2 separate regions of the Mus musculus genome follow, and region 2 is linked to region 1. The links are chromatin contacts, called in public HiChIP or PLAC-seq maps. All regions are on one chromosome and are shown on one strand. Each heading gives the region's core, a stretch centred on a gene start, on an enhancer-like site or on the middle of the called end of the contact. The rest is flanking DNA. Distances are from core to core; before and after follow the strand shown.

Region 1 (3,974 bases), core at 867-3,366:
GTAGTTTAAACTACAGGAGCCTAAGGTACAGGATTACTTGAGCCTATTGAGAAAACAATAAATGTCATTTTATTTTTGAAATACCACTCTTAAAGGTTTATTTATGTGCATCACTGTTACTTATACATATGAATATTTTGCCTGCATGTGTGTGCCTGATGCCTAGAGAGATCAGAGGAGGACACCAGATGCCCTGGAACTGGAGTTACAGATGGTTGTGAGCTGCCACGTGAGTGCTGGGAACAGAGCCCAAGTCCTCTGCGGCAGTAGCCAGTGAGGTTAACCACTGAGCCATTTCTCCAGCCCTCACATCACTACATTCTTATACGCAGCTTTCTCAGGAACAGCTATCAGCACACCAAGGTCAAGGTCTATCTTGTCAAACTGTTAGAATTCTAAAAGAACAACTGATTCACTTGGTGGATTCTTATAGAAGCAGATGGGAACCACTTGAGAACTCTTAAGCTTTGTCACATGCAGAAATGCAAAACTGAAATGTGCTGACAGTAGTTAGAAGAAGAAGAAGGAAAAGAAAGACTAGAATCAGATATGGTATAAGGCACACCATAATCCCAGCACTTGGGAAGCTAAAGAAAGAGGATGGTAAATTTGGGGCAGGCCAGGGCTATATAGTGAAACTGTGTCAGAAAGAGGGGTCTGCAGGTGAGCGGGACACACTACAGTGGGACTGGAGCTGGAAGCCCTACAAGTTGAAACCAAATCTCTGGTTTGGGGAATGGACTTGGGACCAAGTATACACTACATTATTTGCCTAACTTGTAAAATGTTCCACCTGGAATTATTAGCACAACTGTCTGTTAAGCTGACTCCAGCAGTCTGAAACTTTGATAATCACTGCATCCAGGTAATGCTAGTGACACTCACTACAGAAAAAGCGAAAGGAAGTCAAGTCACCTGCAAATCCCTGTCCTTCATCTCTGGTCACTTATTGATACTGATTTGCTTGTATTGGCTGTTACAGCATACAGTCTAGTTTGCTACTAGCGCATTTTAGATTTTAGGATCTATGAGTGCAATTAGTCAGGTTTCTTTTTCTATTTTGGTCTTGTGACAGTATCACTATGTAGCCCAAACTAGCCTGTAAATTCAAAGGTCCTTCTGTCTCAGTCTCCTGTTACAGGCTTGAATTGTCTTTGTGCTAGGAATCATCCCATGGCCTCCTGCATACAAACTAAAGCACATGGTTTTCCACTGAGCAGTCCTGTAGCCAATCAGTCATGCTTCTTGTGTATTGTTGCACTTGGGAGACCTGAAAATCTTGCTGTGTGCTGAACTGTCTCTCTCTCTCTCTCTGTTCTCTGTTTAAGTGTATCAGATAGAATGAACCAATAGGAAAACCTCACTTTACCACTTTGATTTAATGTGCCCTATACAAAATAGCAATCTATAGTAACAGTGTTTCTTTTGAGCAGAGAACAAACTGTATGTTCTGCAAAGTCCAAGATACAAAAACATCTTCATCTTGTTCTGTTCCAGGCACAGAGATCCCGCTACAATAGGATGGAAGTAACAGTTAGAGTCATGCAAATCTTGATATACCAGGACATGGCACATTTAGCATGAAGCATGGAAGACTTTTTAAATAAGAAAAAAGTTGTAGGCTGCTAAAGAATGTGTTTGAGTTTCTCAAAGGAAATTTGAAATCTCAAGCCACCTAGTTGAGGTTTGGGGAAAGGTTTTAATATCTGTTGGGGTGGAGCCCACAGGCCCTCCCCATAATCAGACCAACCAGCTTACCAAGTAGACTGGGCTGGCTGGTCACCAAGATCCAGGGATTACAAGCCTGTGTCACCGTACCCAGTTTTTTAAATGGGTGTTCTAGGGACTGAACTCGGGCCCTTGTATTTTTCAGGGCTGACCAAGTCCTAAGAAACTTTTTCGTGGCAAACTATGAAAAGTTCTGAATAGTTACTCAAGCATACAAGTAGATATCACTTTCTCCATTGATAAAGATAGCAGACATCTATTACAGTGTCAGAGTGGGAGAAAATAACCTGGCGGATATCCTGTCCCCCGTAGTTCTGTCCTTTGGCATTGCAATTCCTCATCTAGTGCCTGCCGTTAGGAGGGACGTGGGTGGTTTCAGCCAGGCCAGCCACAGTGCAGAGATGAAAGTCCACTCCACTGCTGAGGACCCGCCTCTGTGACTTTCAGCTTCTTTCTAGCCCTTCTCAGAAAACAATGAAAAATCTATTTAAAACAAAACTGGTTTTGTGTTGCTTGTTTTGTGGTTGGTTCTGAGATTCAAACTCAGGGCTTCATGAATGCAAGACCACTGACTTACATCCCTTGCCCCCAAAAGTGTTTGTTATTCAGTAATTTTTTTGTACATATTGTTTGTACATACAATGTATTTTGATCATTTTTCTCCACCAATTCCTCCAAGATCCTCTCAACTTCCCTACATACTAAACTGTGTTCTTACTCACTGTCAGCCGGATTCTCCCTGTCTCCCTCTTCCCATTTCTCTATCCATCTCCAAAGAAAAAGGAAAAAACTCACAGGAACATCAAAACAAACAAGCAGAAGACCACCAGTAATATCCCAAAACAAGAAAAAGTCCACAAAAATATCATTGATTTTGTGTGTGTGTGTGTGTGTGTGTGTGTGTGTGTGTGTGTGTGTTGGCCAGCTGCTCCTGAGCACATACTCTGCCCTGAAGTATCATGATACACCCAGTGACACACCGTTGGAGAAAATTGATTTTTCCCCTTGTCGATTGCAAATAGCTTCTTGGTTAGGGGTGAGACCTTTTCTGGCTTGAACCTGTGCAAGTCTTATGTGTGCTGCTAGCCTATATGTGCTCATATGTGCGTCAGTCCTGTTGGACGTATCTAGAAGTAGAGCCATTAATTCAGTACTTTCGGTGGCATTACTGTTTTGTGTTTATGCTTCTTGTATGTGCCTGTGTGTGCTATGTGTGTTTGAGTGGCCACAAGCACTTGTCATGGTGTGGAGATCAGAGAACAACTGTGAGATTTGGGATTTGATTTGTTTTGTTTTGAGTCTCAGGGATGGAACTTGTGTTGTCAGGCTTTATATCTGTTGAGCCCTCTGACGAGGCAAGCAGTCTTAGGAATATATTTTTCAAGCACTCTAATGTAAGCATATATATATGTAATTGCCTATAGCGACACAGGTGTGTGTTCATGATTGATTGCCTGCAGTGGCACAGGTGTGTGTACATGATTGCCTGCAGTGGCACAGGTGTGTGTACATGATTGCCTGCAGTGGCACAGATGTGTGTACATGATTGCCTGCAGTAGTACAAGTGTGGGTACATGATTGAGTGCCTATAGTGGCACAAAATGATTTTAAAAACAACCTTGCTGCTTTGGTCCATAAATGACATAATGGGAAGTGGCTTACTTTCTCCAGACCCCACATTGCTTTGCTGTAAAGAGGGAAGGTGGATTGAGTTCTCTCAAGCTAACCTCATTGCACTAGAGTGCCCGTCAAGAGCATTCGTGTGTTTCAGGGCCGACAGTGCAGAAGCCCTGAACAAATACTGCTCAGGCTTTGATAAATCTAAGTCCCTCAAGAAGAGATTTGTATTTTTATGTTTTAGACAAGATCTTGCTATGTGGCCTTTGTGGTCTGAAGCATGCAACCCCTCTGCCTTCTCCCTGAAGAACTGGGTGAGCGATGAAGCACTGGCTCCACTTCAGGTCCTTGTATCAGAATACGCTTCAGCTTTTCTGATCATGGACAAAATTAATGTCACTTGCTGCTGACTGTCACATTTAAACACTGTTTATTTTCCCACTCAGGCAATGAAGGAAGGCTGTTAGTGCTGCCATGAATCCTATCATGTGTCCTATTTTAGGCTCCCTGTGCTTTTACACTGAATCTATTGCTGCTACTTAGCAGCTGTATGCCTTCACTCCCTTAGGAAATCTAAGAATGGTGGCATATGTTATACAGGGTGCCAGGGATATAGGCTGAGGAAAGCC
Region 2 (3,974 bases), core at 841-3,340, 650 kb before region 1:
ACAGTTTGAAATGTCCATTTAGTGGTTAAGTTTCTCCACCACCACCACCACCACCACCTATGACATTTAAACTATAGCTTTTGGCCAGGATTACGTATCAGGCAAAAATTCCCTCCCATGGAGCAAACCTGAAACACAATTAAAACAGTCATGTCATGGTTGCACCAACACACATAACCTGGCAGGTCAGAACTGTAACATACAGGATTCACCACTGTTTAATACAATTAAGAACTATTCTCTCCCAAAGCACTTTCTGACACTGTGAAAGGTAGCTAGCAGGAAGTTTCCAGGCCAATTCCAGTTTGATTTCTCTGCATCCTACCACTGAAATGCATTTTGTTTTCAGCAATAGGACCTTAATATATAGTTATGGTTGACAACCAAGAACAATGGTTATTGTTTCTGGACAAGATGATCTTATGTCCTATTTCATAATATCATTTTTTTTTCTTTAAACTGATTAAATACCATTGTACCTGGATAGCATAGTTCATTATTCATTTATCTGGCAGTGAGTGTCTAGACTGATTCCATTTTCTAGCTGTTGTGAATGGAGCCACCCTGAACATGGATGTGCAAATACCTCTGTAGTAGAATATGGTAATGCTTTCAGTATATGCCCTGGGATGATATAGCTAAGTCAAATGGTATTTCTATTCTTAGCTTTGTAAGAAACCAACAGAGATGAGCTGGACGTGGTGGCACACGCCTTTAATCCCAGTACTCGAGAGGCAGAGGCAGGTGGATTTCTGAGTTCGAGGCCAGCCTGGTCTACAAAGTGAGTTCCAGGACAGCCAGGGCTATACAGAGAATCCCTGTCTCGAAAAACAAAACAAAAAAAAAAAAAAAAAAAAAAAAGAAAGGAAGGAAGGAAGAAAGAAAGAAAGAAAGAAAGAAGGAGAGAAAGAAAGAAAGAAGGAGAGAAAGAAAGCAAGAAAGAAAGAAAGAAAGAAAGAAAGAAAGGAAGGAAGGAAGGAAGAAAGAAAGAAAGAAAAAAAAGAAAGAAAGAAAGAAAGAAGGAGAGAAAGAAAGAAAGAAAGCACCAGAGTGAGTTCCATGTTTGTAACAATGGATAAGGTTAGCTGACTCTTAATTTTTTTTTTTTTTTTTTTTACTGATCAAGGCCCCAGAGTTTACTAAGAGTCTGAGCTTATGAAGGCCCATCCCCCGCCACGCCAGGCTCTTGATGCTTTGTTGCCAGGCTGTCAGCACTTGTTTGCCAGGGTGTTGCTTAAACAGGAACCCACTCTTACATTCTTTTTGTTGTTGTTGTTTGTTTTTGTTTTTCGAGACAGGGTTTCTCTCTCTTACATTCTTACAAGCATTTATTGACACTTGTTTTCTTGATTCTAACCATTTTGGTTAAGGTGAATGGAATCTCAAAATAGTTTTAATTTGCATATCTTAGATGGCTAATGATGTTGAACATATTGAAAAACATTTGCCAGGCATTTGTATTTGACAGCTCTCTGCTCAATTCCATACCCGCTCCCTTTTTTATTGGATCATTTTCTTGATCTTTTGTTTTCTTGAGTTCTTTGTGTATTCTAAATACTAATCCTCTGTTGCATTCCTGCCAGATGTTCTTACTTGCTGGAGGCTTCCTTTTCTCTGAGTTGACAGTTTCTTTTGCTGTCTTTTAATTTCCTAAGGTCCCCTGTGTTGATTATTGGATTTATTTTCTAAGGGATAGAGTCCTCTTCAGAATGGCCTTACCTGTGCCTATATTTTAAAGTTACTTCCTACTTTTTTTTCTGTAACAGTTGCAGAGGTTCAGTTCTCACTTTGAGGCTCTTGACCCATTTAGAGTTGATGTTTGTGCAGTATGAGAGATAAGGATCAAATGCTACCCATACAAATTCCAGATTTCCCCAGAGCCATATGTTGACAATACTGTCTTTTCCCTGATGTGTGCTGGTGACCTCTTTACCAAATCCAGGGCTTGACGTGGCACGGCTTTGTATCTGCATTCTCCATTTCATACTATTGATCAATGTGTCTGTCATTGTGCCAGCACACCTTGTTTTTATTCATTACTGTGGCTCTATCTCCAGCAGTATTATTTTATGCTCAGACTGGGCCTGCCCTCATTCATCCTCGTTAATCTTTGATCAAGGAAATGCCCTCACAGACTTGTACCCAAGCTAATCAGATGGTGGTAATCCCTAAATTGACTTTCTCGCTTCCCAAACCACCCTAGCTTATGTCAAGATGACAAAAAGCACAAGTTGTTTTCTTGATTTTTCTTCTCAATATATTTTTTTCATTGATATATAGGAAGGCTACTAATTTTGTATTTAAATTCTATTGCATCTTTATTAGTTTTTGTATTAGTACCTAACTTCCCTGAATTTGGTAATGTTCCTTTGTACTTTACAAAATACTTTGAGAAGCACTGGTGTTAGTTCTATGCAGATCTGGTGAACTTCATCCCTGAATCCTTCTGGGCCTGAACTGTTTTCGATGATGGTACAGAGATTTTTTTTTTTTTTAATACTGCTTCAAGCTCACTGCTCATTACATACCTGTTTAAAGTATCCATCTCATTTTGATTTAACTTTGGCAGACTCTCAGCATTTAGAAATTCATATCCATTTTCGTTAGACTTTTTAAATTTAGTAGATACAGGTTTTTAAGGCACAAGCCTAATGATTTTCTGAACTTCATTGCTATGTGTTGTAATGGCTTCATTTTTAGTCCTAATTAGGTTAATTTCAGTCTTCACTCTCCTTATTTTGGTTGCTTCAGATAAGGATTTGTCAATCTTGTTTATCTCTTCAAATAACCAACTCTGTTTACTGATCTTTGTATTTTTGTTTCTGCTGTTGTGGTTTCCACTGCACAAACTTTTGCTCCTTTTTCCACTACGTAGATTTCTGCCCTAATCTTAATCATTTCTCTCTATCTACTGGTTTAGGTTTGATCTACCCTACCTTTACCACAACACCAACATATATTATCAAGTTATTTGTCTGAGATTTCGCTGGGATCTTAAAACAGGCACTTAGAATTATAAACCTTCCTCCTAGGACTGCTTTCATTGTATCCCAAAGGTTTTGGTATGTGGTGATTTCATTTGATTCTAGGAACTTTTTAAAAAGTAATTCTTGATTTCTTCCATTCATCATGTAGCAGTGAGTTGGCTTGAGTTTGCCTATGCTCTGGGGTTTCTCTTTCTGTAGATTTTAGTCTTACTCCATTGTGATCACACAGAATTCATTACGTTATTCTAATTTTCCTGTATTTATTGGGACTTCCTTTGGGTTCTAAAATATGATCTAGCTTATAGAAAGTAACATGGGCCTGGCGTGGTGGCGCATGCCTTTAATCCCAGCACTTGGGAGGTAGAAGCATGTGGATTTCTGAGTTTGAGGCCAGCCTGGTCTACACAGTGAGTTTCAGGACAGCCAGGGCTATACAGAGAAACCCCATCTTGAAAAACAAAAAACAAACAAAACAAAACAAAACAAAACAGTCACATGGACTGTAGAGAATGTATTTTCTGTGGTGTTTGGATATAATATAATGGCCTGTAGATGTCATTTAGTCCATAAAGTGATATTTCCATTTTTTACCCTAAGTAAAAACCCATCTTTTATGGTGAGGCACATTTCTTAGAGACAACAAGTAACGCTTCCATTGACAAGTCTTCTGTTATTCTGATGATTTGTCTTACTATGTGACTTGGTGTTTTGTCTTTGTTTCTTTCAACATGCTTTCTTTGTTCCTAATATTTGTTTCTTTGTATTTAATGTTTTACTTATAGTCTGAGATGGAAGGTTCCTTTCTGGCCTTGTCTGCTTGATGTCATAAAGCTTTGTGTATCTGAATTTGTTTCTGTCTCTGTAACTCTGTGAATATTCCCATTGTGATGCTTTTGAAAATGATTTCTGTGATATTGAACAAGATTCTTCTCCTTCAGCACCTAATTTTTGTTCAATTGGTGTTTTCAGAGTATTTTGTAAATTTTG

What was found. HiChIP or PLAC-seq counts read pairs in DNA pulled down with a chosen protein or histone mark.
Region 2: an H3K27ac HiChIP or PLAC-seq map of hepatocytes shows a contact between it and region 1, with 6 times the contacts expected there. The contact joins two enhancer-like sites. A contact is called at or near these places in 13 of 39 promoter capture datasets (the 3T3-L1 cell line, 3T3-L1-derived adipocytes, cranial neural crest and 7 more), 1 of 15 datasets of contacts at CTCF or cohesin (the NIH/3T3 cell line), 10 of 484 Hi-C or Micro-C datasets (the AML12 cell line, the C2C12 cell line, the N1E-115 cell line and 6 more) and 3 of 115 datasets of contacts at active chromatin or transcription factors (cardiomyocytes, hepatocytes and pancreatic cancer cells).

What each region holds. Positions count from the first base shown.
Region 1 is chr6:56,904,438-56,908,411 of GRCm38.p6, reverse strand. All of the region lies in intron 1 of Nt5c3 (5'-nucleotidase, cytosolic III), which reads left to right. Among named protein-coding and RNA genes, the nearest start is that of Nt5c3, 18 kb to the left of the region's middle. Within about 2 kb of position 2,116, at least 22 of the 459 cell types and tissues checked have an H3K27ac peak or open chromatin away from gene starts, as enhancers often do. A contact at or near this core is called in hepatocytes and liver, where this site is marked.
Region 2 is chr6:57,556,032-57,560,005 of GRCm38.p6, reverse strand. No RefSeq gene overlaps it. Among named protein-coding and RNA genes, the nearest start is that of Ppm1k, 23 kb to the right of the region's middle. Within about 2 kb of position 2,090, at least 3 of the 459 cell types and tissues checked have an H3K27ac peak or open chromatin away from gene starts, as enhancers often do. A contact at or near this core is called in hepatocytes and liver, where this site is marked.